7 separate regions of the Mus musculus genome follow, and all the other regions are linked to region 1. A link is a contact called in public ChIA-PET and HiChIP or PLAC-seq data. All regions are on one chromosome and are shown on one strand. Each heading gives the region's core, a stretch centred on a gene start, on an enhancer-like site or on the middle of the called end of the contact. The rest is flanking DNA. Distances are from core to core; before and after follow the strand shown.

Region 1 (3,798 bases), core at 607-3,106:
AGACGCTATGCAGACCAGCACGTAAGGGTGAGGGGGGCCCCCCACCACATCAAACATCTGGACCAGACCCTGAGCCTGGGGGAGCATCTCCCCACACAAGGCCTTCAGCGTTTCACCTCCAACATTCAGGTCAGATTAGCATTCCAAGCCAGTCATTCACTGCCAAGGACCAGGGCTCCGGCCCTCCATCATCCTCTGTTGTTGTATGTATAAGACAGCGGTGGCTATCAATTCTTGAAGGCAGGGCAGGGGCCGGGGGGGGGGGGGGTGCTTGTCTGCTGCTAGGGCCTCCGGGTGTGGTTAGGAGTCACACTGAAAGGACTGTGCCGGCCTAGAAACTGCATGACCTCAAAGCTCAAGGAGATGTGAGAGGAAATGAAAGGGCTCAGGACAGAGTACATGGAATCAGAGATGCCACAGCCAGCCAGCTGAAGTACAGTCTCAAGCTGGATGGAGTCTCTTCTACTCAAGCCTCATGGCCCTGCACACACTCGCACACACACGCACACTCGCACACACACACACACACACACGCACACACACGCACACACACACGCACACACACCACACCTGCCTGCACGCACGCAGGTTCCCACTGCAGAACACTCTTAGGCTAGGAACATGGCAGGTGTATGAACTCCCTGTGGGAGGTGCTGGGAAGGAGGATAACATCCTTGCAGGCCTCTTCCCCGCCCCTCCCTCCTTCCCCAGCCTGGTGCATCTCCTTGACTCCTCAGCCTCAGCATCAAAGATTCATCAAAGCTGAGACCCAGCAAAGCGTGTGCTTCACATCTTTAAACGCGCTTCTTCCCAATGAAAAATTCAGTGGAAAAGGCAGGAAATTGAAGGGGGTTCAAAGAGGAATCAGAGAGGGAAGGGAGGCTTCAGAAAGGAACCGGGGGCGGGGGGGGGGGGAGATGAGCAGCTCTCTCTGTTATGGCGGCACTGAAGCCACAGTACATTTACCAAGCATCTGCCTCACTTGAGGCACAGGGCAGGCACACAAGTGGGTCCTTCATATGGCAGCATGGGCGGAGGAGCACCGTGCAATTCTGGGAAAGCCATTCCGAGATCACAGAGACGGTTCTGCAGAAGAAACAGATTGGCTCCTGGGTATGGGGAGTGTAGAGTTCAGGAGGTGTGAGCCTCAAACATTCTAGAGTCTAGATTACTCATGTCCGCACCGGAGTTTAGTGCCTGCCCTTTCTATCACCTGGTAAAGGAGGAACATGCTGTGTGTGTGTGTGTGTGTGTGTGTGTGTGTGTGTGTGTGTGTGTGTATGAGAGAGAGAGAGAGAGAGAGAGAGAGAGAGAGAGAGAGAGAGAGAGAGAGAAATATATATAGACAGACAGACAGAGAAAGAGACAGATACAGAAAGAAATAGGGAGGGACAGAGAGGCTGAGAGACAGAGAGAACTGAGGCATGCATGCATGCACACGCACGCACACGCACACACACACAGAGACGGAGAGACAGAGAGGCAGAACAGAAACTGAGAGAGATCTGGTGTTGTGGGAATCAGAGCAGGGATCATTTCCAGCAGGAAACTGGGGTACCCTTACTAGAGAAGAAAACAGTGTTCCACATAATAGAAGACGAGCAAGCATTCAGGAGAGGAGGCAGGCCACCTGACATATGAACAGAGACCATGCAGCTAAGGTGCCCAGACCTCCTGGCAAAGGGCAATGTATGTCTGGCCTGTAGGGGGAGCTGGCTCCAGGGAACAGGAGGACGACTAGACTCGGATGACGCCATCGAACCACCCCCACCCCAACCCCCATCAAGGAAGGCCATGTGTCTGCAGGGGTTGAGGGAGCTCGGGTGCTTGTTCATCTCAACCCTCAGTGACTTGTCACCTATTATGAGTCATAGCTGCCCTCAAACCTCAGTTTCCTGATCTGCAAATGAAGATACCAGTCAGTCATCTAAAACTTCCTCTTCTGGCTCATTTGATTCTGGCAGCTTGGTTCTGTTGCCCATGTGAGGGAGGGGCAGGAAGCTCAGAACGACAAGATCTAACCATGGCTTCCCCATTCTCCCAAAGGGCACCCCATCACTACCCACAGCCCCCTCATGTCAAACCAGTCTCTGGTTACCAGTATCCTGTGGATGGAGGAGCCTCAGACATATGCCAGGAAGCTGTCCTAGGTCCCAGGCTCCTCCTTTCTCTATGCTGGAACATCATCCACTCTGGCCCTGCAGATGAGCAGGAAATGTCCATGCCTAAGGTAGGCAACCCAAGAGCCCTCACCAACCTGGGGTTGAGCTCAGATTCACAGGCTGCGGACCTCACCCTACTCTCTACTGGCAACGTTCAAGGTCAGACGGAACCTGATGGTAAATTTCCACATCCTGGCCAGACCTAGTGGCCCTTGAGAAGAAACCAGAGCAGAACTTACTTGTGAAATAGCAACTGACACCTAGGTAGAGTTGGCAGGTGTCAGCTGCTATGTGATATACCTACCTCCCACCCCCTACCTCCACCCCCACCCCCACTCTTCTGTGGGAAGCATGCTGACTGCCCAGCTCAGCTCTGGTACAGCACAGCAAAGTGGCTTGTGGCTTGGGCTTTGGGGTCAGAGGTGTGGTTGGGATTGCCAGCTCAACAGTTTGCTAGCTAGATGATGTTAACCTTAAATGGCTTTTCTTGTCTTTGCTGAGCCTCAGTGTTCCCACCTGTAAGACTGGAGTATGACCGTAAAGATCAAATGTGACCATGATCTTACAGAACAGGGTTCTAATAGCCATCAGCTGATAGTAGAATTGTTGCTGAGGCAGCTCAGCAGTTTGTAGCTAACCAACCAAGTGGGCTGGTTCAACTTGACTCCTTGAAGCTGTGTGGCTGGCCCCACCCAGAGTTTCAAAGCTTGATGATTCCACAGTGCCCTCTTCCTGCTTAGTGGGGCCATTACCACCATCAACGCCGTCCTGAAGATAGCAAGCCTTCCATTTCTGCCCTCTGCAGTCCTGGCCCTAGAACATGGCTCCCAAAATACAATACCACAACACTATCAACAGATGGCCCCTCCCTGAAGGTGTTGAGGTTGTCAAGGGTCTCCCTCCTCCCCCCTCCCTCATCTGTCTGTCTCTCTCTGTCTCTGTCTCTCTCTGTCTCTGTGTGTGTATCTGTCTGTCTCTCCCTCTGTCTCTCTGTCTCTCTCTCTTTCACACACACACACACACACACACACACACACACACACACACCAGCTCAACTACCATGTCCAACAACAGTCTTTTCATTTAAAAGAAAATTAAGGGACTCAGGAATATTCATTCCACAAAGACAAACACTAGGACCAGAGTTCAAGCCCCAGGATCCACATGTTAAAAAGCTGGACATAGTGGTTGGCATGACCTTGTAACCCTAGCACCGGGGAAGTGGAAGCAGGCAGTTCTCTGGGGTTGGATGACCAGACAGCTTAGCCTACTTGGTAAGTTCCAGGTCGAGTGAGAGACACTGTCCCAAAACACAAGATAGATAGCACCTAGGAGTCAGTGCTGTCCTCAGACCTCTGTTAGATCCAAAGGAAACTCCAGTTCCTCAACCTTCAAAAGCCAATCCAACTATGCAGAAATGTTCAACCTGAGCTGCATAGGAGGATTTCTGGTGGCTAAATAAAAGCCAGCCTTCCTCGGGAACTTGTGAGGCCACTTCCCATCTGCCAAAGGGACCATTTCTCTTTTCTCTAGCAGTGGGACCTACGGCTCTCCATTGACACACACCTGTGGTTGAAGTACCATAAGTACTTTGTCTACATTTCAAAGTGCCCACTCCAGCCTCCTGGCCCCTCCC
Region 2 (3,798 bases), core at 761-3,260, 970 kb before region 1:
TACTGCTTAGGCAAGTCACTGTGTGTGTTCCTTGAATTTCAATCCTCTCCCCTGTACAGTGGGGTCAACACAGCTCCCTTCTGCATAGCCGATTCTCAGTCATATGCAGAGGATGCCTGCACAGGCATGGACAGGGAGAGGTCCTCAGAACCAGGCTGTCCTCCTCTCACAGGGATGGGTGGGAATGGCATCTCTAGGTGCACTGATGAAGGGCATTCAAGCGTGGCCACGAGTCATGCCAGCTCTCCGTGCACTGATGGGTGATGAAGAGCCTTCAGGCGTGGCCGTGAGTCATGCCAGCTCCCTGTCTCTAATCCTGTTACTCCTTTTCCTTTCATGCAAGATTCTGTGGGGCGGAGTGTGAGCCGCGTTGTCATGGGAGTATCTGTGCTAGTTGACACTGCTCTTTGCAGAAGTGGCCTGCCTGAAAGCACAGGCTTCCTCGGTTGCTTAGGAAACCTTCCAGGTGACTGTAGCCAGGTGACAGCCCTATCTACATAGTGCTAAGAAGTGGCAGGCCAGGAGAGGTACTAGGGTTGCATGTGTGTCCTCTGTACCCCCAACTGTACTGTCCCCTCTCCAGGGAGAAGCAGGCATAGTAAGGGCTTCCTCTTTGGTATGGTCTTGGTTCTAGTTTGCTCTGAGTGACACCCAGGTTGTGGGGAACCTGCCAAATTGTGTCTTTCTTTCTTTTTATGGGGGGGGGGGGTAAGATTTTTCTGCAGCATCCGATAGGTTTACCCAGGTTTTCCTCCTTTTGCCGGAATTTTTGGGAAGGACTAGAGGCAGGCATAGTTTGCTCTCCCTGGGAGTCAAAGTGTCTTGCTTGGTGTGCCCCACTGAATTTTCTGTAGCATCATCCCTGGGGAACTGCTCTCTCATATTCTTGGAAGATGCGGAAAGACTCTCTGATTTTCTTGGAAATCACAGAATTCCATGAAAGCTGGATGGAGCTTGAATCTACCTGTAGAGCCAGGAAATAAAGTCTCTGCTCCTGGATCACTGGGTCCTTCTAATTCCAGGAGGCGTTAAACTGTGTAGTATACAGCGTCTGTGCCATGGTGAAGCGAGGTGAATACTTGGTCAGAGGCATATTCACAGCACAGAGGTGCAGTGTGCCTGGGTGGCCTTTCCTCTGGCTGCCTGGGCTCCTGGGTAGACCCTGCATCTGGTCTTTGGGTCAGTTATTGTCCCTATGTAGTTGGTCCCTTAGCTCCTCATGGCTCTGGTATTCAGAACTGGGGGCCAGAGAGAGCAAATGTTGTGCTTAGTAGGGGTAGAGATGGCGCATGGGTGTGAAAGATGCAGTCCCTACGATCTGTGGGTCAAGACTTCTTTCCCAAGAGCACAGAGTGCAGCCTATTGGGATGTTTGCAGCCTTTTAAATTAAGTTTTTAAAGCTCCTGGCTACCTGTTACCACCAGGATACATTGCTTTATTCTAGTCCAGAGTTCCCCCACACCCCACCCTGACCATGCAGGTCCACGGTGGATGCTGTATATTTAGCATGCCTGCAGTATTTGGATGAAGACATGTGGCACAGACCCAGGAATGTCTTGTGACCCCATGTTTGGGGCTTCCTCTCCTTGACAACGACGTACTTTGTTTCTGCTGATCCTGAGAGTACATCTGGGCTACTGTGCCCATTCACCTAACCAACATTCCTCAAAGGCTGCCTGGGCTCTGGGACCCATGTGAAAAGTCTGGCACTGTGGGTGGAGTAAGGTTGTGCCCTCAGAGGGTTCCAGGAATAGGAAAGGCGCGCGCGCACACACACACACACACACACACACACACACACACACACACACACACACACAGCTTACTGCTCTATGGAGCAGGACAGAGAGCAAGAGAAGCAGGTCATGTCAGTGGCTCAATGGCACTCATTTAGACACACAGGTTGTCTTAGGATTACTGACTCAATGGGCAGAGTTCTCAGTCCTCAGGCCTGTAAACCAGCTGTGCTTGGCAGTGCTTTGGAGGCATCTTGGGCCAGGGCTGCTACCTCCAGGAATCTCTGGCTGTGGTGACATCCTGTGGCTAGATGTGGAATTGCACCTTGGGAGTGGCCCCCCCTCTTCTGTGGTTTGGATTTTTTTTTTTTGCCTCTGTTTCTATTTTGCTTCTTCTACTTTTTGTCCCCTGCAGACCCAGCTTTGCTGCTGGAGAGGCTGATTCATTTGCCTCCTGGGGAAGTACTTTTTCAGGCCTGGTGACAAGTCACAGGAAACCATGCTTTGGGGCACAGCCCTCCACAAGTCAGAGCCCGATTTTCTTTGCGTGTAAGTGGCCAGCCACAAGGAGCACTCTTTTAGGAGTAAGCCCGGCCCAGGCACTGCAGATACATAACCGCACTGCTGTGGTTGGACAGCTTCTGCTGGGGTTATGGGCCCCTGGGGGAAGAAAGACTGAGGCTGGGCCTGGCAGGGGCAGGCAGGGGCACTTGGGCCAAATCCTAGCTGTGTCTGTTCTCAGCTCCTCCTTAGACCCTCCACCCAGAACCTGTCCTCTCTTGCTCTTACCTTCTGCTCCAACATAGCTGTGATGAGAGGGGAGGGGTTTGTTTTCATAGCAACTGTTTAGTAGCTGGGCTGTGTGTGACTCTAAGGGCCGTGGTGCCTCTTTTCTTCAAGTCCTTATAACAACACTATGAGGGAGGGACAGGTCAGACACAGCTTTAGAGGCAACCTGCCAGGGCAGCGCGATCCTGATGTGTCCAGCCTGTACTGGAATCTGGGGTGTCCCTGTGGAGCCACAGTGCATCCGCCTCTTCCCCAGTGTTGTAGTGTAATCATGAAGGTAATTGGGTTTGGTTTTTGTTTGTTTCATTTATTTATTTATGTATATGAGTACACTGTAGCCACTTTCAGACATACCAGAAGAGGGCATCATATTCCATTACAGATGGTTGCGAGCCACCATGTGATTGCTGGGAATTAAACTCAGGACCTTTGGAAGAGTAGTCAATGCTCTTAACCACTGAGCCATCTCTACAGCCCTTGTTTTGGTTTTTGAACTCAGGGTCTCCTATAGACGAGGCTGACTTCAAATTCACGATATAAAATATATTTAAAATGACCTTGAGGAGTCTGAAGAGATGGCACTCATATAAATAAAATAAATCTTTTTTAAAAATGACCGTGAACTTCTGATCCACCTGCCTTGACCTCTGAGTGTTGGACTCACAGGCAAGTGTCACCATGTCTGGCTTATGAGCACCGAGGATGGAATCCAAGGCTTCCTGCATGCTATCCTGGTACTCTACTAGCTGAGCTACATCTACAGCCCCAGAGCTGCAGTTTTGTATGGGGTCTCCCTGCTAAATCCTGACCTCCTGGTAGCCAGCCTGAGTGTCTGTACTGCTGAAGGTCTAAAGCTATTGCCCCTCTCTAGGTCCCCAGTGGTGACCAGTCTAGAAAGTTCCTGTCTCTTGCTTCTAAACAGTAAGCGCAATGGATTCCTTTTGGATTCTGTCTTTGCATTGGAGGGTAGTGGGACAGCTTGGGGAAGAGGGAAAGACAGACCCTCTGCATAGTCACTCTCCCCAGGCCGGTGTTCTTGTGCATGGCATAAATATTTTAGAAACTCCTCTGGATTATCCAGCACCTCCTTGAATCCAGGTCTTTGTGTGGCCATCACCTGGGTGGTTCCAGTTGCTTGGGTTCATCTCTGTTTCTGTAGAATGTGAGACCTGGGGTTTGTGCTTGAGGCCACTTCCTGTCTCTGTGGTGTCCACCTTCTAAAACTTCTCTGCTGTTTGATCCCCTCTGTCCTCATCCTGGTTTGCCTACCATT
Region 3 (3,798 bases), core at 718-3,217, 950 kb before region 1:
AGGCATATTGGACTTTTGTGTGTTATTTTTTGTTTGTTTTATTGAGCTTTTATGTGTATATGATGGTCTCCAGTTTGTGTTTTTGTGGATTTCTGTGTGTGTGTGAGTTTCTCCCCCCCTCTCTCTTTTTTTCCTTTGTCTTTTTTTTAAGCGGGGGGGGGGGGGGGGGGGGTGGTTAGAAAGGGCATGTAGGAGGGTGGGCGTGGTGCACACCTTTAATCCCAGCACTTGGGAGGCAGAGACAGGTGAATTTCTGAGGCCAGCCTGGTCTACAGAGTGAGTTCCAGGACAGCCAGGGCTACACAGAGTAACCCTGCCTCGAAAAACCAAAAACCAAAAAAAAAAAAAAAAAAAAGAAAGAAAGAAAGAAAAAAGAAAAGAAAAGAAAACGAATGAGTTAGAGAGCCTTACTATGGATGGACAGGAGCAAGAGAGAGAAAACCCAGCATGAGTCAAAGCTACAGATGGAGCATGGGAGAGCCCCTCCAGTGTCCTTCAGTGAGAGCCTCCACCGCTTTCAACGCTTAGGGCCATGCCCATAGTGGTAAGCACCGAGCGTGCAACAGTGCCATCTAGCGAGGCTGAAGAGGATACGCTGGGAGAGGACTCCGTAAACAGGGGCCGGGCACCGCGTGGGGTGATGCTGAAATCAACGGTGCAGTGAGGGGCGGCAGGGGCTCTGGGATCCAGAGAAGGTGAGGCATTCTCCGAGGAAAGGAAGGCTGAGAGACAGCAGAGAGACTCGAGTGTGGGGGCAGAAACGTTCCACGCATGAGCGTTGGGCTTGGGACAGGTGAGAGGTGACGCAACTGAACAGGAAGACTAGCCTCAGGGCCCCACTGAGGGTCTCAAGCAAAGGGCGATGACCCACCCTAGGGCTCTCCCAGACCTGTGACTTATAGGTGAGAGTGCAGTCAAATGGATCGGTTTTGGAAAGTGATGGTGGCAAAGCCTGGTAGCTTTCTATCTGCTTCTGGAAATTTATCCATGGATGCATTTTCAGGTTTATTCATCGAAGCAGTTTGCAACAGTAAATATTGGAAAGACTAATGTCCAGTAATATGGACATTAACTATGGATATTAAACTGGCTATCCTTATCAGTGCTGGCCCTAAAGGAAGTTCTAAGTGGAGCTTGAGTCACAGAACGCAGGTGTGGCTACATCCCTGGGGAATCGTCAGCATGGGGGCTGGGATTAAATGAGAAAGAATCAACTTGTAGAAGGCAAAGGGTAAACGGTGGTTGCACAAGGGCAGTGGGTAGATTTTATGCATCTCTGTATATCCAGGAAACATCAAAATCAAGAATTTGAAGGTTAAGGATGTGTGGCTTAGTGGTATCACCTTTGCCTAACATTGTGAGGCTCTAGGTTTGATCACTAGCACCATGAAACACACACACACACACACACACACACACACACACACACACACACAGAGAGAGAGAGAGAGAGAGAGAGAGAGAGAGAGAGAGAACTGGAGAATCCAGAGAAAGGAACTTACAACAGGTTGTCTGCCAAGTTGGTATAGTCTTCAAGATCATTCTGGGGTCCTCACTGTAAGTGTGAGGCCAGCCTGGGATACAAGATACTCTCGTCTCAAAATAAATATCAAAAGTAAGATAAAATGTAAACGTAGAACTAAAAGTAAAGGTAAAAATAAAATATAAATACAATAAAATGAATAAGATGATGTGGTAGCCAGCGGCCAGCCTGAAATTAGAACATGCCCGACCAAGGCTTTACTTCCTTAGAGGTTCTCAGGACAAAGACTGGGAGATCTCAGCTTCTGCGTCAGAACGGAAGGGCGGAAGGGCCGGGATTTCCCCTCTCAGGTTTTTCTCCAGCGCTGCCCTCCTCAGCCTCCGGCTGGCGCCCTTGGGTTGCCAAGGAGACGAGCGCCCCTGCTGGCCGTGCCAGCGCTCCCCGAGGCCCCGCCCCTTCGCCGCAGGCGGCCGCTGATTGGCCTGTTTGAAATGCGCCGGGCGGGCGCACACTTGGGCTTGCAGCGTCGCCGCCGGGCTCTCCTCAGATTGAGTCCTGGTCCCCGCGGCCGTGGTTTGCTCGGCTTAGTTCCCGCCAGCCTTGCTCCTGTCGGAGCCCGACGTCCCGCGCGCGCGTCAGGATAGCACGGAGCCTGCGGTCATGAAGTCAGCGTGAGTACTGGTGGGAGGACTGCGTGGGGGTCGCCGCCCTCCTCACGCTGAGACTGGGGACTGCCCGGGAGCTGAGTCCGTAGTACAGTGTAGGCCGAAGCTCCGCACTGCAGAGTTCTGGTGGCTGGCGACCCTGGTGTGCCGGCGCCCTCCCAGTCCTCTGAGCCCGCGAAGGCTGCCTCCGAATCCGGGGCTGTCTGCCACCACCTCCTCGGGTTGCCATCCTTTGGGCTGCCCATCCCTCCCCAGCTTCCTTCCTCCCCGCCCGCTGCGCAGGTGGCAGGTCTGGGGACCCCGGGCGGCGCGCAGCCGGGGTGCGCGCTGGCACTTTGGGGGAGTTGAGCCTCCACAGCTCCGTCGGCATCCCTTCCCTAGTTCTAGCCTTGAGGTCAGGGTCCTTCTGCAGCTCCGCCACCTTGCGCTATCTTTGTCCCCAGGCCATCCCACACGCCTACTCTATCTCCCACGCCCACATTCCTCAGTATTCCTAGACTCTTCAGGAGAGCCACATCCTGGTTACACTTTTACTGCGAAGGAGGGCTGGCTTTAGAAATCGTTACTTTCACACGCACACACACGAAAAAAAAAAAAAACGGAACTTTTTAAAATGAGGAAACGTCAGTCTTTATATTTACTTAAGGATACCTACCCTAGTATATCGCTGGACTCTGGTTTGCTTCTAGTTTACGTGTGACTCTATTGAGAAAAGTACTTTAATAATCTACAGTCTAAACGAGTCTTTTGGTTTAATTTGTGTTAAATATTCTTGTAGCCTATAAACGAGAAAGGAAAAAAAAGTTAAATGATAGAGAATGTTGAAATAAAATAATTTTTTATATTGTTTACTTAAAATAGCAAGACATTTCAGCATTGTGAATAATCTAATCTTCCTACATAGCATGAGCAAATCTCTGAATTTGCACTCCAACACTTAAAAAAAATACAAACAAAAGTTCCACTGAGTACTAATGGTATCAAAAGTGTATTTTCCCAATTGAAATTTTAATGAGTTAAATTACATATACCACATTTCTCGAGTACAGTTTATTGTTTATATACATGTTATTTGCTGTGCGGTATTTGAGATTGCTGGGAAATGATTTTTTTAAGCCTTAGGAAGTTCATTGTTAGAATTTGTGATGTCTTCTATGTTAGTGTTGAATTTATGGCTTTTTTTTCTCTTTTTAACCAGGAAGGCTAAGACGGTCAGAAAACCTGTAATAAAAAAAGGATCTCAGACAAACCTTAAAGATCCAGTGGGGGTAAGGTGTGTGTGTGTGTGTGTGTGTGTGTGTGTATTTTCTTTCTTTAGTCCACTTCTTGTATGTGTGTGCTTGAAAGGGGAGGAAAGCAATATGAAAGTCGGGTTAAAGAGCACGCAGTTAAACCGATGCACTGAATTGTATAAAGCTGGGTTTAGCTGGGAAGTTTGCTTTCTGTAAAGGGACTCTTTAGTTGTTGACTGCAAACCTACTATCACTAATTAGATTTGAAAGGTTAAATGGTCTCTCCCAGCAGGTTCTACTCTTTGGGGTGGGGATGGGTGGGGACTTTTTCCTCAAGTCTTAGCCCTCTCCCACCTGTGTGTGGTAACTGACACGTACTCAAAGTTCATAGAGACTAGTGCAGAATAACTGGATTTAG
Region 4 (3,798 bases), core at 742-3,241, 790 kb before region 1:
AGTGTTTTGCCTGCATGTAAGTATGTGTACCACATGTGGGCCTGGTACCTGTGGCGGTCAGAAGAGAGTGTCAAATCTCTTGAATTTATGGATGATTGTAAACTGTGACAGGAGTGTTGGGGTCTGAACCTGGGTCCTCTGCAAGTGCTCTCAACCACTGAGCCACTTTTCTAGCCCCTAAGTTGGTCTATTTTTTTGTTTCTGTGGCAAAACACTAGCGATGAATCAACTTCAAAGACCCACCTTAGGGTTTCTATTGCTGTATAAATTCCATGAATAAAACCAACTTGGGGACAAGAGAGTTATTTTGGAGTGTTGTCCCAGTCCAACACTGAAAGAAGTCGGGGCAGGAACTCAAGGCAGGAACCGCGAGGCAGGAACTGAAGCAGGGGCCAGGGAGGAGTGCCAAGTTCCTGGCTTACTCAGTGTCTTGTTCTTTTGTTGTTGTTTGTTTTCTTGTATACCTTGGGACCATCTGCTCAGGGGTGGCACCACTCACAGTGGGCTGGATGGATGCCTTGATATTAATTATCCTTTAAGAAAATGCTCCTCAGTGGTGACAATTCCTCAACTGCTGTCACCTCTTCCTAAGTGACTAGTTTATGTCAAGTTGATAAAACCAAACAAACAAAAATTAACCAGCACTGGAGGGAAGATTAATTTGGTTTGAGGTTTCAGGGGTGCCTGTCAAGGTTGGACAGCTCTGTTGCTTTTTATTTTATCCTGGTTGGGAAGCAGAGAAGAAGCCAGAGTGGAGGAGGGCCATTGCAGATGGTTGTGAGCCACCATGTGGTTGCTGGAAATTGAACTCAGGACCTCTGGAAGAGCAGTCAGTGCCCTTAACTGCTGAGCCATCTCTCCAGCTCTCCAGTGGCTTAACTTTTGATGACATCAATGTCCTTATGATTCATTCACCTCTCTACTGAGTGACCAAACCTTCACCCCACAAGTCTCACAGGGATGTTTATTATCTAACTCATTAACACTCAAATAACACTGGGGGGTTTAGAACCCCCAAACTCCTCAGACCCCATGCATATCCATTCTGAGATGTCTGTGATTCAGGATTTCTTCAAGGCGTGTTTCTATACCCGCATTTCTACATGGAAGGGCTAAGCAGAGTGCCAGAGAAAAAGCCCGTAGTGACTGGGGACATCTCAGGTTGTGTTCCTGGAACTCTGAAATAGTGTTGCTTTGGGGTGTGAGGTACTGACTCTGCCTCCCCCATCAGGGGTCTGTTCAGAGACAGAAGGCCCCATTGGGCTGTACACACATACACACACACACACACACACACACACACACACACACACACACGAGCAGAAGAACTCGTTCGGGTCCTCTTGGCCTCAGGAGCATTCTGATCGGATGCCAGGAGAAACAGATTGCCAGCCCCTTTCTGGGACTGTGGGTGGCTGGGTTGAGAGAACTCTCTTCCAAGAATGTGTTTTCTCTTCCCTGTTCAGGATGCTACGATGCGCTTCCCGCTGTGCTCTTTTGAGGCTGGCATAGCAGCAAGAGCTGCTGCGAGGGGAATCCTTTATACTCCTCTCTGTGGTCAGGAGAAGTGTGTGAGTGTGTGTGAGTGTGTGTGTGAGAGAGAGTGTGTGTGAGTGTGTGTGAGAGAGAGTGTGTGTGTGTGTGTGTGTGTGTGTGAGTGTGTGTGTGTGTGTGTGTGTGTGTGTGTGTGGTCACCTTTGCCATTGTCCCCTTGTGCCTGTTGCATAGGTAGGACTACCCAATTCAGAATTGCCACTTTCCACACCTCACTACCAATAGCTCAATGCGATTGGTTAGTTCCTTGCTCAAAAGCTACACAATGGCTTCCATGATCTCTAGGATAACTTCACAGGTTTCATCTTTGCTCGAGGATCCTGAAGTCTGCCCTTCTTTGGTCTTTCTAACCACATTGTCTCAGTACTTACTGTCTCCTTCCTGGGCTGACAGGTCTGCCCACCCTTCTCAGAGCACACTGGCTTTGTGGCAGCATCCACACATCTCTCCCCTTCACACTGGCTGTCTCTCTAAACTACTTCCTGTTCTCTTATGTGGGCTGAGTATAGCCCTTGCAAAGGTCCACCTGCTGCCTGTGGGACCCACCCTATCTCTATTATCTTCTGTACTATGACTTTACTCATTTACTGAGACCAAATACCTAATGAAAGCAACTTAAGGAAGAGTTCGTTTGTGATTACAATTTGCCTGTACAGTTTATCCCAATGAGGAAGTCATGGTGACAGAGTGTGACACAGTTGCTCATATTGTGTGCATGTCTTTGTGTACATGTATGTTTGTGTGTGTCTGTATCAAAGTATCTCTGTGTGCCCCTGTATATGCCTCTCTGTGTGTATGTGCATTTGTATCTATGTCTCTTTGAGTGTTCTCATGTGTGTGTCTATGTGTGCACATAATGTATATACCTTTCTTTCTTTATGTGCATCTTTATGTGTTTCCGAGTGTGTGTATGTGTGTGTGTGGTATACTTTGTGTATTTCAAGGGTACATTCCTAGGGGTGGATCCTGATAGAGCTGTTACACTACAGCATGAAACACGGGGGCCCCCAGGCAGCGTTGGCTGCTCAGTGAAAGCAGAATGGTTTAAGGAACTCGCTCCCACGCAGATCCTGCTTCACGTTAGCTCTCTATTACCCAACGTCTTCCCACCTTTTTGGAAAATTAAGGCAGTTCTATAGTATTTCACAATTTTCAAAACTTCATGTTGATTCTTTATATCTCACAGTAAGCCTGCCAAGAGTGAGGGCAGAGACCACACTAGGCTACCTCAGATGAGGGAATGATCTCAGAGCTCTACTACACAACCCCAGGCAGACGGTGACTGAGCTGAATGGCGGACCTGTCTCTGAAGACCGTGGTGACCTTTGGATCATGCTGTCTCTTCCCCCACAGGAGCGCAGTCTCCGAAGAGCTTCATATTTTCTCTTACCTTTTTTTTTTTTTTTTCTGAGACAGGGCTTCTCTGTATAGCCTTGGCTGTCCTAGAACTCACTTTGTAGATCAGGCTGGCCTCGAACTATTCTATCTTCTCTCTGTCTTCTTTGTTCTCCTCAAAGGAAGATTCTGTCTCAAGCTACAGTGTCTCCACGTCTCTTCTTTTTTTTTCCCAAGTGTATTCTAAGAATTAGTTTTAAAAAATTGAGACAGGGTCTTTCTAAGTATCCCAGGGTGGCCTTGAACCTATGATCCTCCTGCCTGGATCTCAGGAGCTGTTGGATTCCAGGTGTGCCATCACACCCAGCTTTCTTGTTTGCTACTTGATGTCAAGAGTAACGGACTGCAAATCAGCAGATTTGTCAGGAAAACCCCACTTTCCTGGGGGGAGAAACCAGCTAGGCAGCTTTCTGCATTACAGTTCACAGCAAGTACAAGGACCGCAAACCATTGAGCAATCTTTCCTTGAACCAATTAGATCCTGACATCTGCTTATTGTTTAATTATCTTCTGACTAAAGAAATGGAAAAGTTGACAAATAGTTGAACCCAACAAGAGTCAGGTTCCGCGTCCCCCTCTTTGTGGACTGTGTATAGAACACCAACATCTCCAAGTCTGCCAACATCTCCTAGTCTCTCTGGGACACTGGCAAAAAACACAGACAAATATTTATATTGCATGGACTCAAGATGGTTTTCATTTTTTTTCATGTTTAACCAATTTCAAATGAACGACAATGGCCCTTAATGTGGTTACAAGAATTTGCCATTAATTGTCACTTGAAATTGGATCCAGCTGGTCTGTATGCCTTTGCTAGGTTCTGGTTCTTACTGACGTGGGCTGCTTCCC
Region 5 (3,798 bases), core at 405-2,904, 750 kb before region 1:
CTATTAGCTGTCTTTAGTATTTAGTCTATGGGAGGCAGAGTGGCCTAGTGAATCTAATCAGTTTCAGGGACTTCCTGAAGTTATCTTGAGTTGTTTATTTCCTGTTTTAAGGAGCTTCCCTGAAGGATGGAGTTTCACTCTCAGAGGAAACTGCTACACAAAACACACCAGCAACACATAAACATTCATCTAACCCCCTACAGACACCAGCATTTGTTGATTTTTGGTTTTGTTTGTTTGTTTCTATGACAGCCATTCTGACTGCAGTGACATGGAATCTCATCACATCTTTGATTTGTCTTTCCTTTATGGCTATAGACATTAAACAGCTTTTCATGTCTCTGTTGGTTACTTGCTCTTTTGGGGACTATTCAACTCATTTGTCCTTTTAATTGCTGGGTTCAATTTCTGAGTTCTTTATACATTCTGTATACTAATCTCTCATTGGTTTAATAGCTGGCAATGATTTTCCTCTGATCCCAGACTGGCTGTTCACTCTGTTGCTTTTCCTTTGCTGTGCAGAACCCTTTTAGTTTGAGGCAAGCCATGGTGCACTTGTTTTAAGGAAGAGGAAAGGTAGAAGGAGACACGGAGACATTGGTGAGCTCTACAGCCCTAAGTGGTGTGCAAATGCAACAGACCTAAGAGCCACCGAGTGAGGGACCTGAGCGGAGGCTACCTGAAAGGACCAGAGTTGGCACAGGACACACCAAAGACCAAGATCTCAGCACAAAGGAGATTTATTTGCCCCAGAGGGACAAAGGACAGGGAGTAAGAGTCAAAGACAGGGGAGAGAGGACTAGGGAAAAGGGAAGGGAACAAAGGATAGGGAAGGGACGTTTGCCTGGGGGGTACAAAAGACTGCCACTGGGTAGAGAGAAGACAAATGTGGTCTGTAGGCAAATGGAAATTTATAAAGAGAAAGGGGGAAACCATGTGTTATGATGAACTGTTTAACATTCATTGGGCATGTTAATTAGGGTAGCCAAAAGGAGACTTTTGAGTACTGCACTTCAAAACTTTGATAGTTGGACATTGGTAGTCAGTCTAAGAGGAAGGAAGTGGCCAAACAAGGGAATAGACCTTGGTGGCTAGCTTTAGGAATGTCACATAACAGTTTAGCAAGGTAGAGGGAATCAGGGAAGGGCACGGCCTTCCAGAGCCATGTTTGCCATACTCAGGCTGGCTAGAGCCCTTCACTACCTGTATAGATCTGAAGCCTCAGAGGAACTATCCTGGCCTAAGTCTGTCAGACTCAACTCAAGCCCAGCATGCTTTGCTTCCTCGGTCAATTTTATGCAGGTTCCACCCTCCTAGAATCACTTCCTGGGTGCTGCCTGACTTCTAACTCAGCTCCAGTTCATTGATGACGGAGAGCTTGAACTTGTGTGTGCTTTGTGTTAGAGTTAGCAAGACCCTAGGCTTCGAGAAAAAAGCAGAGAGGGTCTAGGTGGCTGGAAGGGGTTCAACCCTTCAACCACCCTTCACACACATACACACACACACACACACACACACACACACACACCTCTACCTGCTACCTCTTAACAATGACCTTTGGCAACTAGGTCATTTCTCAGAACCTCAGTTTCCTTAACTTTTAAGTGGGGTGATCTTAACTACCTAGCCACAGGCTTTCTGGGTGAAAGCAACAGGATGTTATAGGTTATAACTGACTAGGGAGTCTGGCACATAATGGCTATACAATAAGAAGTAGTAACTGTTGTTATCACCAATCTTCACTGGGCAGCTCTTAGGTGGTCTCTGCCCCAGAATCCATCTTAAAGGAAGCCTGCCTCTTCAGCCATAGGTATGTGCCTGTGTAATTTGCTGTTGGTGCCAGTCTTGTGTCCTGCACTCTGTCTATTCTCACTCTGTCCCTGGACTGTCCTAGTCCTGAGAGGTGAGACTGAGTTTCTTGGGCTTCCACATAACAAAGGGATATGACAGCCTTGGTCCTAATACTGACTTCCCTGGCTGGCCTACTAGAGCCAGGGAAGACACCATTGAGATGAGACCAGGGGTGGTAAGTGGCTGACCAGGGGCAGGCAGAGCATAAACCTACAGACAGGTGCTGCCAGCTTCCTGCCAGCCACCTGTCACTCAGCCATCTGGACCTGTCTATGCTGGAGGAGGTCACTTAAGAAGGTAGCCAAAGCTAGCCTGTGAAACTCTAGTCACATGGCAGGCTTAGATGTCATAGCTTCTAGAATTTCCTCTCAGTCTGTGGGCTTAAACAAGGCTATCTTGAGTGCTCAAGTCCAGCAGACCTCTCAGGGGAGCTGGGTCCATCTGAGGCAGGACAGCTGTGGATGCAGGTTTGTGTGAGTGTGCTTATGTATGTGTGTGGTAGATGAACACATGTACATATACAGCTGGACATCTGCAGAGGACACAGGATGATTATAATACCCTGCTTTAGTATCCCCTGCCTTACTCCCTTGAGACAGGGTCGCTCATTGAACCTGGAGGTAGACTTGTGGCCAATATGCGCCATTGGTCCTCCTGTCTCTGCCTGCCACTGGCCTGGAGTTACGAGTGTATGTTAATTACCATGCCCATTTTTTAATGTGAGTTTTGGGGATTTGAACTCAAGCCCTGAGTCTTGTGCAACAAGCTGCCTTACCACCTGCTGAGCCATCTCCCTTGTCCAGTGTTGCTTTCTACACTGAATTTTTATTTGAAATGAGGAGGGAGGATGAGAAAGGGGCTTTGCTGTGCTTCTCTGCAATGGTGAATACAACCTGCACCATCCACCCATCCAATGCCCTGCCCTAGCTCCTCTTAGCTCCCCTGATGCAATGCAGCTTTTGTCTCTCTACTACCACTTCTCCATTGACAAAGTCAAACCAGCCCTCCTCTGTGCCTTGGCCATTCCCTCTGCTTGACATACTTGCCCCTCCTCCTTACTCAAGGGATTCCTTCTTTATTCCTGGGAATTTCCATGCCGCAGGGAAGGTGCCCTTTTAGGCCCATATCTCTAGTGGGAATTTAATTATTAATTATTAAATTAATAATTAATTATTAATAATTAATTTAATTATTTTTCCTTGCTTCTCTCTGTGTATCTCTGTATGTGAATGCATGCATGTGCTCACCATGCATGTAGGACAGAGGGCAGTCTATGCATCATGCGTAGACCATGAATTCCGGGAATTGAACTCAGGTCCCCATGCTCCTGTGATAAGGACCTCACACATTAAGCCATCTCCATGGCCCCATTGCCTCTCTTTTTAATCTCCCTACAATCATGGGGACTCTCTAGAGTTGAGTTAGTCTTTGGAAGTTTAACCTCTTTCTAAGGTGCAGTGCCCAATTCTACAGGTGCTTCCTAGGGTCTTCTGGATCCATGCTGTCAGACAGGGAACTCTGAGGCTCATCTGGAAAGTTCTTCTGACTTTCCAAGGAGGGTCATGGCATGTAGTGTAAGGCTCATTGACCACTAAAGAACCTACCACCCTCAGCACAGGTAAGGATACATAGAGGGACACATCACAGCTAAAAGGACAGGGCTTGTGGGAGACAGCAGCAGGATTGGTCCCCTAGCCTTCAGTAACAGCCCACTTATGAAAGCATGCATAAGGAAGGAACCCTGGAACTATGGAGCCTCAGCCTCCTAGCTACTGAAGATGGGAAATTCAAGTGGGGAGTCTGTGAAGGGGAGGCAGAGGCTCAGATGAATGCAAGCTGCAGCAGTATGGAGTGCTAGGCGCCAAGCTTTCTCTACCAGCAGGTGGTTGGTAGTGTTTGCAGAGTGCTAGGGACCAAAGCCTGGACCCTGGCAGCCCTAACTAGTTC
Region 6 (3,798 bases), core at 898-3,397, 710 kb before region 1:
ATGAATTTGTGTGTACCTATGTGTATAAATGTGTGTATACATACATACATACACATACACATATACATACATATATATATATATATATATATATATATATATATATACACACACAGGTAGGGGAGTATATGCTTGTATGTACATGTACATACATGAGTATGCCTGTATATATGTATGAGTATATGAGTGTATGTGTACATGAAAATGCCAGTGTACATGTGTGCTCATGTGTGCAGGAGTATGTCTATGTATGAACATATGTGTGTACATGGGCGTGTGCATGTATGTATAAATTCATCTATATGTATCTATAGCATATATGTGTATTCTCTAAGGATGCTGGGCATATGGTGGTCTGCTATCTGTAAGGAAAGGTTTAGTTTTCTAGAACCGGCATGTTTCTTCCCTGCCACACATCCGATGTCACACAGGTTTCCTCCTGGGCATCAGATTGTCACTCGGCAGTGACAGAGGCAACCATAGGCAGCTCCTGCAGCACAGGCACTATGTGGTCAGAGGACCCAGCATGCACTTGGGGTTGGATAAACTAGGCTCTGTGGCCTTGGGCAGGTCTCTGCCATCTGGAATCCCCTGGGGCGATTATCCAAGCAGGGCTTCCTATGTGCCTATGTTTTAGGTGCTGGGTAGAGCTTGGTCTATTTTTCATAAACAACTCATTTCAGGAGAAGGCTGAAGCAGGGAGTGTCTGCGTTGTCTTGGATCAAAAGCAGGTTCAGAGCAGGGGATGAAGCTGAGTGGACTTTGGGGGTTCATGTGCCCCGGTGCTGGGGCTATTCCTTTCACAGGATCACATTTCTAGAGTTTGCTCACCAAGCCTGGAACTGATCCACGTTGAGTGACAAGCAGCACCCAGCATTCGCTTGGGAGAAGCTGACGTTATTGATGTCTGATTCGGTCCTCTTGTTTTTAGGAGTAAGGAACTTAAGGTGGTGTTTAAATGGATGATTTAGTCCTGGATGGTTGCAGGGACTTGGATTTTCATCTTTTCTCATGTAGGGTGTGTGTGGAAAGAAGGTAGAAGGAACACTTGCTGTCTTGGTGGAACTGAGACAAAGAAAAAGGTAGGCTCTATGAGGACCCCCTCCAAAGTCCTGAGCTTCCAGGGAGGCTAGACTCATTACCCCCGACCTGATCTGATGTCAGAGAGCCTAGCGACTCCCCTGAGGCCCTTACTCATAGGTAAAGAGCTGGAATTTGAGCTCTGGTCCATTGGAATGAAGCTTTGTTGCCCTTCTCTGCTTGGGGCGGGGGGGGGGGGAGTCAGGCCAAAGAGTCAAAACTGATTCCACTAGCTGTGACATGGTGAGGGTAGGCAAGCTGTCCATGCCTCTCTTGAGGACATAAGGGTAGCTACTTAGGGGTCATATGGGTGGGGTGCGGTATCTGAAGGGGGGGGGGTCAGCTGGACTTTCCCCTGGGCCACTGGGAATCAAGGGAATCTCTTGAAGTTTGGTCTGTTGCTTTTTATTGTAATGATAAATTCTATACACAAAGGTCAAGGCCAATGAGTGATTTCTCATGTTTATAAGCTGGTCCCCAAATAAGGAACCAGGGCTAGATTCTGGAAGAATTAGAATCTAATATTAAATGGATGAGGAGCTAGTCACAAGGCCACAGTCAAAATGATCAGAGGAGTCTCACTACACCAGTCTGGATGGGGTCTGTAGTGGATGTCAAAGGGCTCTTTAGTCAATACCATTTTCAATGATTAGAATGGATTTCAGATGGGGAGGAGAGATGAATGTGTGTGAGCCTCTCTTGTGGTGTCTAGTGAAAGTCATTCCTTTAGCTCCGCACAGTCTGCCTGTGTCATTCATCCACAGACCATGGAATGAAAGCAGAGAGAGGGTAAGTGCTTGCCCAGGCTAGTAGACAATGAAAAGGTGTGGGTTCAAAAGTAGAAACCCCCAATTCTCACCTGACACTAAACTGCCCTACTTCTGAGTGATAGGTGGGCAGGCGAGGGTGGATGACAAGTGGCAGATTGGATCACCAAAGGCCTGACATTAACACTGGGCCAAAATGGCTACCCCTGGAGATGAAAGGTGACAGCGACCTCTACACATGCACTGCTCTAACACACACACCAGATGCAGACAGGATGTGGTGTGGCTGGGTCAACAGCACTGGTAAAATCATGTTGGGTTTTAGAGGGCCGGAAGCATCAGATGAGTCAGTAGTGGCGTGCGGCAACCAACAAAGCTGTTGTCACTGTCACTTCCCTGAGATAAGGCACTTAGAGTGAGACGGAGACCCTCCTAGTCTGCTTGGGTCCTGAGAGTACCTTCCAGGCCTGGAAACCTCTGTGTTGGGGGTGGGGGGGAAGGAAGGCAGCCTTCCGGGGCCCAGGAAGCTAAGGTAATGGCCTGCTGTTAACAACTTTCACTTCTCTCGCCTGCCATCCCTGTGCAGTTACAGCCACTTCCTGATGCCATTAGCCTTACATGCTTGCTTACGGCAAACACTATCTATGCACATGGTTTTGATTTTTTTTTAAATTGCTATAACTGGAGTACACACAGGGGTTTCTTGTGACCCACTTTTGACATGAAAATACATTCCAGGAAGCACTAAAAGTAACTGAAAGGAAGTAAAGGCCACCATGGTCTTCATGCACACCACTCACAAAGATGAGACACAGTGGGCTCTCTGCTAGTTTCTCCTCCTCATATGATATTCAGATCTCTTCTTGAAATAGCCAGTGTTCAGACACCCAGCCCCCTCTTGGCATCCAGCCACCCTGACACGTTTTGTCTTTGGTTCTTCTTGTCTCCACCATATGGATGGGTTAAGTGCTTTATCCTTTCCCATCCCTATCATATGGGAGAGCTGATGTTTGGTCCTTCCCCTTCTCCGTCACATGGATGGGTTAAGGTTTGGTCCTCCCCCTTCCCCATCATATGGATGAGTTAATGTTTGCTCCTTCTCTGTCTCACCATGTGGATGGGTTGATGTCTACCTTTTCCCCGGAACTTTTCCTTCTTTAGCTCATTCCTATTTAGTTTTCTTCTCGCATTTCCAAATCACTCCCTGCCAATGACAGCTCAAGCTCTAATCTCTAATTGAGAAAGTCAGAGGCCCCTCTCCCTCCAGGTTCTAGTTCTGTTCATGGCTCCCTAAACACCCCCCAAACTGAGTTGTGTGAGATGGACCCTGAGACCCAAGGAAGATGTAGAAGAGGGGTTGTGATGGGTAGTGGCAAATGGGAAAGATGCTGGAGAGACCGGGGACGTTCTACTCATCAGCCTGATATTTATCATGTTAGCTCCCAGGACTTGGAGTGGAGAGCCTGGCCACCCGAGACATGGCTCCTTAATTTGACTCTTGCTTCTGTATGACATACTCTGAGAGTTGATAGGACAATGGTTCTCAACCTCTTTGGAGTTAAATGACCCTTTCACAGGGTCACACATCAGATATCCTGCATATCAGATATTTACATTATAATTCATAACAGCAGCAAAATTCCAGTTATGAGTAACAACAAAAATAATTTTATGGTTGGGGTCACCACATGAGGGCTGCAGAATTAGGAAGGTTGAGAAGCACTGTGCTAGGAGATGTCAGACTGTGGAGTGATGGCAAGTCCCACGTATTTCCTATGTCCTTTCTCCACCTCCAGCTTCCTTTGCAGCTATGTTACAAACTGCGTGGCTTTTTCACTGACAGTCTGACATCAAGGCAAGTAAACAAACACCCATGCACACCCCTTCCTGCTCTCTCTTTGTCTGTGGTGACTTTGGAGGGCTTTGTGCTCCCAAGGCCATGCAAAGAGGA
Region 7 (3,798 bases), core at 477-2,976, 680 kb before region 1:
TTCTTTCTGGAATCTTCCTGAGTCTCCCTGGAAGAACTGATGGGTCTGTCAGCACTGTCTTGGGGTCTGAGACCGTCCACGTTTAAATTTAAGTGTAGACATGTCTGCCTTCATGAGGCCCTGAGCTTACAGTGGCAGTAGCAAACAGGATGTGCCATCTCCTCCCGGGTCGGCACAGGTGCCTGGTACACAGGCCACAGCCTGTGCTTCTTGAATAGGACTGAAGCCTGGGAAGTGCCCAGCCACATTCAGTGTCATCCCATGGCTAGAGGGGCTCTGAGATCTCACTTAAGGCACGCCCCTCATTTCCTGTAGAAGAGCTGGGGCCCAGTGAGAGGAAGTTACTTCCCTGCTACAAGGGAGCCTTTCTGGGGTGGTGTGGGTCTCCCCCCCAACCAGGACTCTGTCGTTCATTTCCATCTCCAGCACTCAGCAGAACTCTGGGAGGCCAACCTTTCAAGGGCCAGCAGCACACACTCCTCAGTGCTCCTTCTTAGGCCACTCTGAGTTCCTAATATGGCATCAGTCATCCCAAGAGGAGCTCTAGGAGGCACCAGAAACTCTGGGCATTGCTACTGTGGTACCTGCAGGTGATCCTGGCTCTGCTGCTGCTGCTGGAGCAGAGGAGGCTGGCTGTGTGCTGCTTGCTTTCCTCCAGCTTGCTGTATTTTGTGTGTGTGTGTGTGTGTGTGTGTGTGTGTGTGAGGGGTGTACCTATTGTTTTCTTATGTCTGGGGAAGACCAGGAAGGACAGTTGTTTCTCTTTTACACATACACACACACACACACACACACACACACACACACACACACACAGAGAGAGAGAGACAGAGAGACAGAGAGACAGAGAGACAGAGAGACAGAGAGAGACAGAGACAGACAGAGACAGACAGAGACAGAGACAGAGAGACAGAGAAGAGAGATGGGGTGGGGTGGGGGACAGGGAGGAGTGGGGGTTAGAGGAAGAATTGGGGATGGGGTGGAGAGGTGGGGCATATTTCTGAGTCAGTTGCAGATCTGGACCCCTTGAGACAGCAAAATAATCAAAAGAGTTTCTGGGCATTCCCCGAGTCTCCAGCCTTCATCTCTGCAGCCGTTGGCTGAGCCCTAATATATGCCAAGCACTCAAACCTTTTAAACCTTGTGGCCCTATGCTGAAAGAGGAGTTGTTGTTATTCTCAGGAAACGAAGGCCTGGGCTTGAAACATCCACAAAATACCAAGGCCTCCAGTTTACAGGTGGAGGAGCCTCAACTCAGATCTGGCTACCACGGTAGACATCTGTGCTCCAGTTCCTGAGGAAGAGGAGCCCTTCTCGCTGAGTGTGAGCTGAATGTGGTCTCACCTGCTTCACACCTTATCTGAAGTTGCACAATGCTATTTGTCCCCAGCCATGTCAGTAGCTTTCCTGAAAGTGCCCAACCCCAACCTACTCTCCTCCCCCCCCGCCCCCCCCGCCCCCCCCCACCCCCACCCCCACCCCCACCCCACCCCCACCCCCGTCTCCTTCCAAGACTTCTGGGGATGCATTGTACCAGTGACTCTCCACCAAGGTCCTGGGAGGCTGTGTGGCAAGCTGATGTTCCCCGGCTGATTCTGGTTTTGTTTTTGTTTTTAGGTTTTTTTTTTTTTTTCTGGCCTGCTTCCTGCCACAAACTCTCTCTCCCTAGAAACCATCAAGTTGAGGCCCCTCCCTCACCCTAGAAGTAGCTCAGATGTGGAGAGCGTACTTCCTCATCTCAGGCTGTGGGGTTGCCTCCCTGTCTCTGTCTCTAGGGCACAGAATGCACACTGGACCCAGAACGTGGAAACATAGGGCTTCTCTTCCATTCACGACTGCTGTGGCGTTGTTGCCCTTACTGGCTGAGTCCTTGCTCCGGGGTGTCCCTGGGGACAGACACAAAGCCAAATGTGGAAAAGGAGTAAGCTCTTCCTCTGTCTAGCCTCCCCACTTTAGAGATGAGATCAGAAGGAGAGAAAGAATTGACCCAGTCTATAAGCCTGCATAGACATTACAGACACAGCTGAGACTGGGTAACGCCGCAGGGGCTGCAGTTGTCTGCAGACGAGAGACTGACAACCTGGGATCCTTGCACAGCAGGCAGGCGTGGGCCAGTTCACTGGAGCAACATCATAAGCTCCCCAAGGGGATGGGGAATCCGATGGAAAGGAGCTTAGTAGCTTCAGCACCTAAAACTAAGAACTGTGGTCTCTAAGGCTCCTTGCATCTGGGATAATGGGGAATGCCTGCCAGCGGTAGAGAGAGCCTTCTGCACAAAGAGGGCTACTGGCCGTCAACCAGTATGCCCTCTGAAGTGAAGGGCTGGACCCCTTCAAAAGTCACCTCTATTATGTTATCATTGAAGTTAGTGTATGTGGACGCACATTCTGTAGTGTGTGTGTGTGTGTGTGTGTGTGTGTGTGTGTGTGTGTAGGCAGAGACAATGTTGTGGAGTTGGTTTTCTCCTGCTACCTTTACATGAGTTCCAGGGGTGGGCGTTTGGTCATCAGGCCATGTCAGGGTAAACTCCATTCACTAGCTGAGTCACTGCCTCAGCCCGGGTCTGAGCCTCTTAATATACCCTGTGGGTTCAGTGTCTGAGTCCATGAGGGGTCCCTACATAGAGAGAATCTCAGGCCTAGGAGATGGGTATAGAACATTGCAGAAGCTCAGCAGGAATTGGTGCCAGAGCCATCTTGGTTTGGTTCAAGGACTGTGGCCTATACACCTCTGTGTCCTTGGGATCTTGGAGAATGGAGTCCAGTGGTCCTGTCTCGTGAGGTGAACAGATCTGTCATTTCATTCTGGCCTCTCCTCTACTTGGCTGTGTCCATGGGTGTGTGACCTGTCACCTGAGTGGGGTTTTGCACTCCCATCCTGGCAGCAGCAACTCCGCCCCTGTGAGGTCTTATGCAGATACGTGACGCTCTTGACCTGAAGCTGAGGGCGGAAGTGGTTTGAATCCCACATCTTGATTTACTGGGTGGGGTAGTCACCCTTCACCGTTGCTTTTTCAGTCCAGACTGGATGTGGTTTTCTTGCTCTCTCTCTCTCTCTCTCTCTCTCTCTCTCTCTCTCTCTCTCTCTCTCTCTGTGTGTGTGTGTGTGTGTGTGTGTGTGTGTAAGAGAGATACAGAATGTCTTAGTTACCCTTCTTTCTTTGTCCCTCAAAGTCTGCCCTCTTTGAGGCACTAAGGACTCCCCAAAGCTGGCCCATCATGGCCAGACGTCATGGAGCCCAGTCAGGCACAGACAGGCCTGGGAAGATTGCAGTGCACATTAGTGGAGAGAGAGCATTTCTGATGCAGGTGAAAGTGGAGTAGGGGTGTCTTGCATGAATGTCACAGAAAATAAAATAACGTGAAGTAATTACACTTCATTTTATCTCCGTGGGCTCTTAAATCACATCAGCTGTTACCTCAGTTTTAGAATGTGAGATAGACCCACGCCTGACTAAGCAGCAAATTAGCTAGTTATTTTCTTTAACTGCCTCCGGGTCTCCTCAGAGAGGCCCTTCACTTCCAGCCTGGTTGCCCCCCAAAAGGATTTACAAGTCCCTGAGAGCCCTTGCTCTTCAGAAAGAGAGCCTCTCCATCAACCCACCTTTCCCCAGATGCCCCACTATGCTGGGCCTCAGTTTCCCAGTCTGTCAGGGGACCAGTTCTTCTTCACAGGTCTGGTTTAGTGATCTAGCTGCTCTAGGTTTCCCTGGGACCTTTTGGTAGTGAGTTTTCACCGTGCCTGGGTTACCTAACTCTCGCCCTGGAGCATTGAGATAGGAAGGACTCGGGGAGGGGT

Evidence for each region. ChIA-PET counts read pairs in DNA pulled down with a chosen protein or histone mark. HiChIP or PLAC-seq counts read pairs in DNA pulled down with a chosen protein or histone mark.
Region 2: a contact with region 1 is called in an RNA polymerase II ChIA-PET map of memory CD8 T cells, with 14 read pairs. The contact joins two enhancer-like sites.
Region 3: an RNA polymerase II ChIA-PET map of memory CD8 T cells shows a contact between it and region 1, with 25 read pairs. The contact joins the promoter of Kif23 here to the enhancer-like site in region 1. A contact is called at or near these places in 2 of 39 promoter capture datasets (cranial neural crest and hippocampal neurons) and 8 of 115 datasets of contacts at active chromatin or transcription factors (CD8 T cells, astrocytes, bone marrow-derived macrophages and 4 more).
Region 4: a contact with region 1 is called in an RNA polymerase II ChIA-PET map of memory CD8 T cells, with 12 times the contacts expected there. The contact joins two enhancer-like sites. A contact is called at or near these places in 1 of 484 Hi-C or Micro-C datasets (bone marrow-derived macrophages) and 3 of 115 datasets of contacts at active chromatin or transcription factors (T-cell acute lymphoblastic leukemia, extraembryonic endoderm stem cells and memory CD8 T cells).
Region 5: a contact with region 1 is called in an H3K27ac HiChIP or PLAC-seq map of regulatory T cells, with 6 times the contacts expected there. The contact joins two enhancer-like sites. A contact is called at or near these places in 1 of 15 datasets of contacts at CTCF or cohesin (large pre-B cells), 1 of 484 Hi-C or Micro-C datasets (nephron progenitors), 5 of 115 datasets of contacts at active chromatin or transcription factors (Th17 cells, embryonic basal ganglia, embryonic stem cells and 2 more) and 1 of 9 other capture datasets (embryonic stem cells).
Region 6: an H3K27ac HiChIP or PLAC-seq map of regulatory T cell precursor shows a contact between it and region 1, with 21 times the contacts expected there. The contact joins two enhancer-like sites. A contact is called at or near these places in 2 of 15 datasets of contacts at CTCF or cohesin (pro-B cells and stem cell-derived epiblast-like cells), 39 of 484 Hi-C or Micro-C datasets (B cells, CD4 T cells, CD8 T cells and 27 more) and 18 of 115 datasets of contacts at active chromatin or transcription factors (CD8 T cells, DN3 thymocytes, T-cell acute lymphoblastic leukemia and 13 more).
Region 7: an RNA polymerase II ChIA-PET map of memory CD8 T cells shows a contact between it and region 1, with 582 read pairs. The contact joins two enhancer-like sites. A contact is called at or near these places in 2 of 15 datasets of contacts at CTCF or cohesin (the NIH/3T3 cell line and pro-B cells), 25 of 484 Hi-C or Micro-C datasets (B cells, the G1E-ER4 cell line, the HPC-5 cell line and 16 more) and 10 of 115 datasets of contacts at active chromatin or transcription factors (CD8 T cells, T-cell acute lymphoblastic leukemia, acute myeloid leukemia and 6 more).

Annotation. Positions count from the first base shown.
Region 1 is chr9:60,997,354-61,001,151 of GRCm38.p6, reverse strand. All of the region lies in intron 1 of Gm51680 (a long non-coding RNA gene), which reads left to right. Among named protein-coding and RNA genes, the nearest start is that of Gm5122, 18 kb to the left of the region's middle. Within about 2 kb of position 1,856, at least 126 of the 459 cell types and tissues checked have an H3K27ac peak or open chromatin away from gene starts, as enhancers often do. A contact at or near this core is called in B cells, CD8 T cells, DN3 thymocytes and 24 more, where this site is marked.
Region 2 is chr9:61,964,038-61,967,835 of GRCm38.p6, reverse strand. All of the region lies in intron 5 of Paqr5 (progestin and adipoQ receptor family member V), which reads left to right. Among named protein-coding and RNA genes, the nearest start is that of Gm35152, 11 kb to the left of the region's middle. Within about 2 kb of position 2,010, at least 112 of the 459 cell types and tissues checked have an H3K27ac peak or open chromatin away from gene starts, as enhancers often do. A contact at or near this core is called in memory CD8 T cells, where this site is marked.
Region 3 is chr9:61,944,968-61,948,765 of GRCm38.p6, reverse strand. Kif23 (kinesin family member 23) reads left to right here and starts at 1,967. Exons shown (of 23, transcript NM_024245.4): 1 at 1,967-2,154; 2 at 3,347-3,416. The coding sequence starts at 2,144.
Region 4 is chr9:61,789,259-61,793,056 of GRCm38.p6, reverse strand. The region is part of intron 3 of Gm34828 (a long non-coding RNA gene); the gene reads left to right. Among named protein-coding and RNA genes, the nearest start is that of Gm34828, 31 kb to the left of the region's middle. Within about 2 kb of position 1,991, at least 28 of the 459 cell types and tissues checked have an H3K27ac peak or open chromatin away from gene starts, as enhancers often do. A contact at or near this core is called in memory CD8 T cells, where this site is marked.
Region 5 is chr9:61,746,922-61,750,719 of GRCm38.p6, reverse strand. It overlaps Gm34828 (a long non-coding RNA gene), which reads left to right. Exons shown (of 7, transcript XR_001779197.1): 7 at 1-333. Among named protein-coding and RNA genes, the nearest start is that of Gm34828, 74 kb to the left of the region's middle. Within about 2 kb of position 1,654, at least 10 of the 459 cell types and tissues checked have an H3K27ac peak or open chromatin away from gene starts, as enhancers often do. A contact at or near this core is called in memory CD8 T cells and regulatory T cells, where this site is marked.
Region 6 is chr9:61,706,445-61,710,242 of GRCm38.p6, reverse strand. No RefSeq gene overlaps it. Among named protein-coding and RNA genes, the nearest start is that of Gm34770, 47 kb to the right of the region's middle. Within about 2 kb of position 2,147, at least 124 of the 459 cell types and tissues checked have an H3K27ac peak or open chromatin away from gene starts, as enhancers often do. A contact at or near this core is called in B cells, CD8 T cells, DN3 thymocytes and 23 more, where this site is marked.
Region 7 is chr9:61,679,054-61,682,851 of GRCm38.p6, reverse strand. No RefSeq gene overlaps it. Among named protein-coding and RNA genes, the nearest start is that of Gm34770, 20 kb to the right of the region's middle. Within about 2 kb of position 1,726, at least 110 of the 459 cell types and tissues checked have an H3K27ac peak or open chromatin away from gene starts, as enhancers often do. A contact at or near this core is called in B cells, CD8 T cells, the G1E-ER4 cell line and 14 more, where this site is marked.